3 separate regions of the Mus musculus genome follow, and regions 1 and 3 are each linked to region 2. The links are chromatin contacts, called in public Hi-C and promoter capture Hi-C maps. All regions are on one chromosome and are shown on one strand. Each heading gives the region's core, a stretch centred on a gene start, on an enhancer-like site or on the middle of the called end of the contact. The rest is flanking DNA. Distances are from core to core; before and after follow the strand shown. Region 1 holds the start of Rtl9 (retrotransposon Gag like 9). Region 2 holds the start of Pak3 (p21 (RAC1) activated kinase 3). Region 3 holds the start of Capn6 (calpain 6).

Region 1 (2,717 bases), core at 217-2,716, 420 kb after region 2:
GGCATTGTTCCAGGTGTTTGGGGCATTGTTAAATGTGTAGACATTGTACCAGAGGCTGTGCTTGGCATTTGTTCTGTGAATATTGCTCCAGGGCTTGTGACAGCCATCAGTGGAGTGGACATTGATCCAGAGACTGGAACTGTCTTTTGTGATGTAGACATATTTCCAGAGGCAGGGACTCTCATTAGCTGTATGGGTGTTGCCGCTGTATCAGAAGCTCTCACAGGTAGTGTGGACATCAATCCAGTGGATGAAACTCTTATTGGTGGAGCAGACATGACCTCAGAGTTGATATTTTGTGTTGTATCTGGGGACATCACTCCAGAACTAGATGCTGAAATCAGTTGACTGGGCATCACTGTAGAGGTGAGGGCTGTCATTAACAGTGGGGACATTGCCTCAACATCTGGGACTGGCTTTGGTAATGTGGCTATTTCTCCAGCATCTGGGATTGACAGGAGTGGTGTAGGCATTGCTCCAGAGCCAGAAACTGGCATAGGCAGTGAAGACATGACTGCAGAGTCTGAGCCTGACATGAGCACAGTGGGTATCCCTTCAGACTCTGGAGGATTTGTTGGCTGGGCTGGTGTTTCCCCAGAAGCTAGAGCTGACATGATCAGAGAAGATATCGCTTCAGAGTCTGTGCCTGACATTAGCAGTGATGATATCTCTCCAGAAGCTAGAGCCGTCATTAGCACTTTGGACATTGCTTCTGTGTCCTCATCTGTAATTTGCAGTGGGGACATTGCTTCTGAGCCTGGAGCTGTCATTGGTGGTGTGGATGTCACTCCAGGGTTCATATCTGGAATCAGGAGTGGGGATATCTCACCAGGATCTGATCCTAGCATTAACGATGCCTCGGAGGATGAAGTGCTCATTATAGGTGCAGATATCACTCCAGAGGACTGAATTGGCATTGCCAATGGTGATATCTCTGCAGAATCTGGGGCTGCCATTAGTGATGACATTGTCCCAAAATCAGGTATTGACATCATCCCTGGGGACATTAACCCATAGTCTGAAGTAGACAACAGTGGGGACAGTGTTCCTGAATCTGAGGCTGGCATTAGCAGTGGAGACAGTGTTCCAGAGTCTGAAACTGGCATTAGGAGTGGGGATAGTGTTCCCGAATCTGAGGCCGGCATTAGCAGTGGGGACAGTGTCCCAGAGTCTGAGGCTGACATCAGTGGTGGGGACAACGTCCCAGAGTGTGGTGCTCCCATGAGAGGTGTGGACAGACTGTCAAAGCCTGGCGATGTCATCAGCTGTGTAGATGTCCCTTCGAGATCTGAGGCTGAAGTCGAAACAACAGGCAACTGCAACTGTGAATGCAGGATTTGAACTTCTGCTCTGGTCTCTGTCATTGGTCTAGAGAAAGTTGCCCCTCTGTTTTGAGGGTCACCATTTTCCTCCTTCATCATATTGTTGAAGCGTAGTGAATGTAATGGTATTGACATATCTGCCATGGCTACAAGGCAGGGTTGCAGACTCTAATGTGTTGACATCAGAGGCACTGATGAAACCCACAAATCAATGAAATCTGTAAACAAGAGGAAAGATTAAAGGTCAAAAACCAATTTTAGAAATATATTCCAATGATTCATAGAGGCTGCTTTTATGAGTTGTCACATATATGGCTTTGAAAGTGGGTCTATCAGTTTGAAGAAAATATATAGCAACAAATATCCCCAAAGCTGAAGCAACTATCCTTCCAACCTCTGTCCTCTTTTAAACCAACCCATACCCAGTTATACAGCACAGCTTCCATATTTATAAATGCCTATAGTGGGCTCCAGAGCCAGAGAAGCCCTGTCTCAAATGAGTCAGCAGCACCACCTTCTGGCCAATTACAAGAAGTTCAGATTCTTTGCCTAAGTTATTCAAAGGCAAGTCAACCTAGGTACTGGTAGGCAGGAATGAAAGAGCCCTGTACTCCATGATAATTATTGGTTCCTAATGGTCATTGAATCCCACCAATGGTTTAACCCAGATTTTACTAGTATTATTAATGTCTTTCTCAGGAAACATAGCACATTTATCTGATCAATGACTAAGAATAGCATTCTGCAAAGCAAAACCTTGCTTAATATTAACATCATCATTATTATTAACAGCCACAGCTACAATCCTACTTATTGCTTACGTAGTAGGTGTGTGGATGACAGAGAACTTTAACTTCACAGAACTTTAAACAGCCTATGATGTGCATGACATTACAAGCCTGGTTCTATTTGGACCTTAAGTAGTATTACTATGCCTGTTGTACCAGTTTTCTAAGATTAACAAGAGTTGCATCTAAAATAGGAACACTGTGATGGTATCTTTTGCCTCTTCACCCTTTCCTTGGAGTTACTTGATCTTTTGGTATCCCTGACATTGCGTGTAGTTGTTTGTCTGACATCCTAGCCTAGAGATCACTGGCAGCTTATTCTCCAGTATGCAGAAATTTCAAATTCTCCTGTTGACCTAAGAAGGGGGCTGGCCACTCTCATAGCCTCACCTCTCTAACCTGTTTCCCAAAGCAGCCACAAAAGGGGTGCACTGGCACACGAGCTGGAAACCCATGTATACACATTACTTAAGATTAACATGTTCCTGTAACCTGATCATGGCCCTAAAAAAGAAGACTGGCTACTTTGGGGCAATGTCAAAGAAAGCATCAACTTCGTGGCTTTGGGCCTCTGTAACAATTGGAACACTAAGAGCAGAATTACCAA
Region 2 (3,094 bases), core at 573-3,072:
CCGGGCACCCCCCCTCCTCTGTGCTTCCACTGTACTCTGCCCATCCCTAGTCATCCAGTTTCCAAGCTCTAGCTTGCATAACAGCCTGCACTCCTTGAGAACTGATCTGATGTTTTATTCATTTCCATATTTCCAGTGCCTAACATTACTACTGACACATGGCAGGTATGCAATAAATGTTGGGTCCTTTGATCACAATCTTTAACTGCTTATCTGGGGGACTGGAAAAGCACATATAGAAATGGTCAAGAAACGTTAAGGAGTTTTGTTCATTTTTACGGATCTTTCTTTGATTAAAAACAAAATGGCTACACACTTTATCTTGTGTTACCAGAAAACAGAAACGACCCTGTATTGAAATTTCGCCATCAATTAATAAGTGCACTTGATTGGCTTCCTTTGCTCTAAGCGTGCAACTTTCGTCCTAGCACAACACAAACTTCCTTGCAGTAAAGACATGAGGATCCACTAATTACAAGAGGTAGGGGAGGCACTCAGGGTTCACTGTTAAGAGCATTGGAATCTTATTGGCTGAGAGAAGAGAACCTGCTTAAGAAAGTTCCGAATATTCTGTGGGTAGGGTGTAAAATGTCCACCAGGGTTTGGTCAACCTAGGTGACAATTTCTCATGCAGAATGTACTAAGTAACTGACCCAGCGTGGGGCGGGGGATTTCCATCACTTTGAAGTCATCATCACCCATTCGAATGTGGGCAAAACAGGTTGGACCTGATCAGCCTGCCTGCATGTTGCTGCAGTCTGGTTTGGCATGGGATGAGACCCAAGGACATGAAATGCCAAGAGTAGCCCAGCCCCATGGCGTAGAACACACAGGGACACACACACACACACACACACACACACACACACACACACAGAGAGAGAGAGAGAGAGAGAGAGAGAGAGAGAGAGAGAGAGAGAGAGAGAAAGAGAGAGAGAGAGAGACAGAGAGAGAGAGAGAGAGAGAGAGAGAGAGAGAGACAGAGAGAGAGAGAGACAGAGAGAGAGAGACAGAGAGAGAGAGAGAGAGAGAGAGAGAGAGAGAGAAAGAGAGTCAAATGCACCAGTCCAACTCATACAAAATTCCACACAAAATCTACACCACGTCCCTGGCACACAGTACTGCATTCCTGTATGCCCAGTCACATACAGGGAGTGCCCCCTCACATTCTCTTACTTCCCTAATGTGCAGGGGCCCACACCCCACATCACTAGAAGACAGCAGCCTAGCCAGGCTCTAGAAGCTGCTAAGGACTGGTTTTGTCCTGTGTAACAAAGCCCCAGACCCCCAGGTGCCCGGCTGGATGACTCCATCCATCTCTCCCCGCCCCCATCCCTCAGCTCCCAGAACAAGGGGAAGCTCAGCTTTGGGAAGTGGATGCTGGAAGTGGGGGCGCAAAGAAAGAGCTTTAGGGATGGGCGGGAGCAGGAGTCCGAGTAGCTTCAGTGCTCTCTCTCGCCATGAACCAAGGGAGAAGAAATGGCAAAGGGACAGAGGTGCCTCTCTACACTATCTCCCCCAATCTATTCATACAGGAACACAGAAAACTGGGAAATAATCCCCCCTTCTGCCTGCCCGGAGCTCCTCCCAGTGGCTCTGGGAGCCACCGGTGTTCCAGCAACCCGCAACAAAGCGCCCCCAGCACAGACCTGTTTCAACCTCTTTGAGGCAGGAGAGAAGGAAAGCTGCTGCCGACGATTCTGCCTTTAGCTGCTGGGCAGGAGGAGCCGGGATGCGGGGAGGAGGAACAGGAATTGGCAAGGAAGAAGGATGAGGGGATAGGCGATCACAGCAGCAGCAGTGGTAGGAGGAGGACGACGACGAGAAGGAGGAGGCTGCTTCAGTGGCAGCTGCTGAGGATGCTCTGGCTAGAGGCAGGGCTGGGTGTGCGGAGTGTGGGCTCACGTGCACCCCATGGCCCGGGGATGCACGCACGCTCCTGTGTGTGTGAGAGCATCTGGGTGTATTTTGACTGTGACTATTCCAATTCCGACCTAGCTTGGAACTTGCGGTTCCTGCAACTAGGCGGAAGTGAAACCCTCGAAGTCTCCCAAGCCTGACTGTTCCGACCTGAGGCTAAGGGAAGAGGAGACACGGGATCCCCTCTTTTAGCCTCCCCCCACCAACTCTGGTAGCTTGCATCTGCACCTGTCACTAGAATCCCTATCTATACCCAAAGAGAAAGGAAACTAAGGAAAATCACTATCACTATCATTCTGAATGTATCACAGGGCTGGATGCTGTTTGGACTACTAAGAAAATAATTTTTGTCTTCACTAGGGCAACTCATGAATTGGTTGCCCAGAACTTACCCGACATTCTACATGTTCTCCTTTCTATTGCTTTATCTCTGTGCTTGTAACCAAGGTGGGATATAATGAATCCACCTTGTAGTCCACTCTCCTAGTTAATATTACTCAGGCTTCTTTGATACCTGAATGTCACAGAATCTTCATACTGGTTTTTTTTTCCCCTGAAGAAGTGCGGTACTCATTTACATAAGAGCTAAGACTAGCTTCCTTATGAGAGCAATATTGCTTATTATGAACTCAGCTTTAGACCAATATGATTCTGTGTGCATCTCTAAAGATTAAAAAAAACAACAACAATTGTAAAAGGCAATTTTCTTTTGTGATTCAATATTTGACGAACTTCATGTTTGGAACCTTGTTTGAAAGTCACTTCTCCACTGTTTTTTAGTATTGGCCTAATAGCTTACATTCAGAGAGCACCTTGAGATTTACAAAGCACACCTTAGCCACACAACTTTCCTACAATAACATCCCTATGACATAGACAGAGAGGATGCTATCACTCCCATCTTACAAACAACAAACTGAAGCTCACCAAGATTACATAGATTTATCTAATATTACATGCTAATAGGTGGGACATCCAGAAATCTGCACATATATGAACACACAAACATACATGAACACACATAATAACAAACATTTAAAAAAATTCAAAGTCATTGGTACGGTGAGGAAAGTCGACAGTACTAACTAAAATATGATTTTTGCAAAAGCATTTTCAGTTAAGTTGATGCATCTAAGTGTACCACACACAGTAATGTATTCAATAGAGTTAAAGT
Region 3 (3,045 bases), core at 435-2,934, 310 kb before region 2:
GCTCAAAAGACAGCAAGCTCAAAAAAAAAAAAAAAAAAAAAGGATCTGGTGACTATATCCAATGAGGCATGCTGTAAAAGGCCTAAGCATGCTTATCTGATCAGGAATGGCTTGGTAGATCTTCTAAATGGCTATTGTGTAAAAAAAAAAAAAAGAATTACACATAGTTTGTGTGAACCTAACGTGTTTGTTCAATCTAAGGACAACAGTTTAACAATTGGGGAATGGTCAAATATAGAATAAACTGCTTTACATAAGGGATGAGTTTTTTTTTTCAGCTTATCTGGAGGCTACTTCAGCACTGAGCAACAAGGTAGAGACTCTTTAATGCTAATGTTCAGATTCTACTATTTCTTACTTACTTGAAAATTATGGAGATTGAAATGATGGCTGTAGATAAGCCTAGAGTAAACATCCTCCCTTAATTACAATGCCAAAGTCCTACATAAGTCATATTTGCTTAAGAAATAGCTTGCTCTTGAGCCAAATTGGGTGACAATATTTAAATGTCCAATTCTCCTTCTAGCCTTTTGTATTACCCCAACTCTAGACTGATTTCCATCTAGTATAAAAAAGCCACAAAGGAAATGTCAGAGGAGAGTCTTGGAGATTTAGTTATAGAAATGTTCAGATCTGTTTCATAAAACAAAATATTGGTATGCAGCCAGTGAGTAGGGAAAGCATACTTTTCCCTCTCCCCTTCCCTCCCCACCCCCTCCTCCCTCTTTTTCTCCCTCTCTTTCTCCCAACCCTCCCTTTTCCTCTACCTGTCTTCCTTCACTTCTCAGATCTTTAAATAACCATAGCATGGATTGGTAGAGGCGTAGAGACAGAGAGTGTTAATTTTTGATGCAATGGTAATCAGCACACAGGGCAGGAAATCTGTCGAATGAGAAGATGGTGGTGTTAAAATTTTGTGAACGTGAAATAGACACCCAAAATCATCAGAATCGCAGCCTTTAAACTGTGTCTCAATGAAAACCTCAGGAAAGGCAGATCCGGGCCTCAAGTGGGATTCAACAGAGTTATTTTAGAGCGGGCTGAGCATGCCACTAACACTTCTTGCTTGGTCTTTCACAGCAAACAGCTATTTGCTCTGCCTTTCACCAGACACTGCTTGGCAGAATCTCGACACTGCACTGTTGCTAGAAATCGAGCTTCTAGCAGCTGCCATGGAATCAAACTCCACTCACCTCCCTTCTCTCTGCCTTTGGCCAAATGTTACTTGCTTTTTCACAAAGTGACCATTATCCTCCTGCAACCTATTAGGTGCCCTTTCATTCCCACTTGATGCCGAAGTCCCCGTTGCTATCATAGAAGTGGCTATTAGGGACATGTCTGCAGCCTAGCTCACTAGAACTTTGCCAACATTCGAACATTTTTGCTCTCCATGTTCTCTCTTCAGTAATGTCCATGTCTGCAGCCCACCCCCCCCCCTCCGCCCCCGCCCCTGGGACAGAGGAGTTAGAAATCTATCAGGCCCATTTCCTGAAAGTCCTATTTCTCCTTGAAACAGAAAGGCCTTTCAAATGTGGCTTTCTGGGTTTTCCAATTTACTGGTGGGTGGATCTGGAGTGGGCATCCCATCTGCACATCTGGCAGGGCCGCCTTCCAGATTTTCCTCGTGACTCAGGATCAGTTTCTGAGTGCTGGGCGGGGCAAAGGCTCCTGAAGTTGCTGTGAGGCACCTCCCCCTGTGAGCAGAGCTTGGTACAGCCCAAATAGTTTCCAGGTTAAGAAAGCCAGAATCTTTGTTCAGCTGCACTGGCCGAACAGACTTAGTGGGGTTACCTGGCTAAGAGCAGCAGCAGCAGCAGCAGCAGCAGCAGCAGCAGCAGCAGCAGCAGCAGCAGCAGCAGCAGCAGCAGGGTTCCTGAGCTAACTCAGGTGAGTAGAGCATGCGCCCACAAATTTAGTTTACAGTTTTATTTTCAGAGCAAAGGAACTTAAGCTGTAAAGTTAAACAAACTTTGCACCTATTAATGTTAGGGTTCGTCTGGATAGAATTGTGTACACGTTTACGCTAATAGCCGTTTTGAAACATCTAAAATGAGTTGGAATCTGGGGGGCTCAACGCAGTGATTTTGATGGTTTTGCGCTAAACGGTTTCTGGGAGCGAGCTGGTCCGTTTTTCTGTGAATGTTCTGTTCGTAAACACTTGGTCAACAAGAACAAACCTGGGAGAAGAGTGTGAAGAGAGAAGCTGGCTGGCTAACTGCTTCATCTATTTTCCTTGGATGCAGAGTGATAGGCAAAGTCTTGAAATTCAGGCACAATCACGGAGCCACACTCCGTGCCTACATTCTGTAAGAGTTTGAAATTGTGTGCACAGGCCACTGGCTGCTACACAATGAAGGAGTGGCTGCCTAAGCTATCTTAACACCCTGTCTGCACAGCCTCGGGACCTTCCTGCCCGGGTGACAGGTTGATCTTGCTATTCTGTTATCAGTTCCTGGGCCTGGTTTGGTTTCCCTCTGATTCTATCTTTGGTTTAAATTCTGAATTGCAGTGAAGGCCCCATCCCCCACTCCACCCCACTCCACTTTTGTTGGGGCTTAACTGGAGACTTGACCAGAGCTGGCTTCAGCCAGGGTCAGGAAAAGGGAACTGCCACGCATTGCAATGGAAACAAGTGGGTGTGAGAATTTAGAAAAAAGTTTGGTAAAAATCACATTGGAAAATGCTGATTGTTCTGCCTGTCACAGCAAAATGCTTCATGCTTTGTATTATATTTTTATTAAACTTCAGCAAATGATTCATTTGCTCATCTCTGTTGTGGAATTAAGATCTCTCTTTATGGCCTGAATGAATAAACAAAAATTTGGGGGTGTTACTAATTAACAACTTCCTCGTGTGTTTCTGTGCATGCTCGCCCCCTCTCTTGCTCGTGTGTGTGTGTGTGTGTGTGTGTGTGTGTGTGTGTGTGTGTGTGTTCACACAGGCAAGCAGGAACGCATGCACATATACTTGTGCATATACTTATGCACTCATGTGCTTGGGTATACACAAAGGGGCGAGTATTTTGTACTTGAGCAGCATTCTTTA

The links. Hi-C and Micro-C count contacts between places; a contact is called where the count stands out from the background. Capture Hi-C pulls out chosen DNA fragments and counts their contacts.
Region 1: a Hi-C map of cerebral cortex shows a contact between it and region 2, with 4 times the contacts expected there. The contact joins the promoter of Rtl9 here to the promoter of Pak3 in region 2. A contact is called at or near these places in 4 of 39 promoter capture datasets (the 3T3-L1 cell line, hippocampal neurons and liver) and 2 of 484 Hi-C or Micro-C datasets (cerebral cortex and cortical neurons).
Region 3: a promoter capture Hi-C map of pancreatic islet shows a contact between it and region 2. The contact joins the promoter of Capn6 here to the promoter of Pak3 in region 2.

Annotation. Positions count from the first base shown.
Region 1 is chrX:143,098,343-143,101,059 of GRCm38.p6, reverse strand. Rtl9 (retrotransposon Gag like 9) reads right to left here and starts at 1,466. Exons shown (of 2, transcript NM_001040434.2): 1 at 1-1,466. The coding sequence starts at 1,466.
Region 2 is chrX:143,517,319-143,520,412 of GRCm38.p6, reverse strand. It overlaps Pak3 (p21 (RAC1) activated kinase 3), which reads right to left and starts at 1,822. Exons shown (of 16, transcript NM_001195048.1): 1 at 1,650-1,822.
Region 3 is chrX:143,826,051-143,829,095 of GRCm38.p6, reverse strand. It overlaps Capn6 (calpain 6), which reads left to right and starts at 1,684. Exons shown (of 13, transcript NM_007603.3): 1 at 1,684-1,887.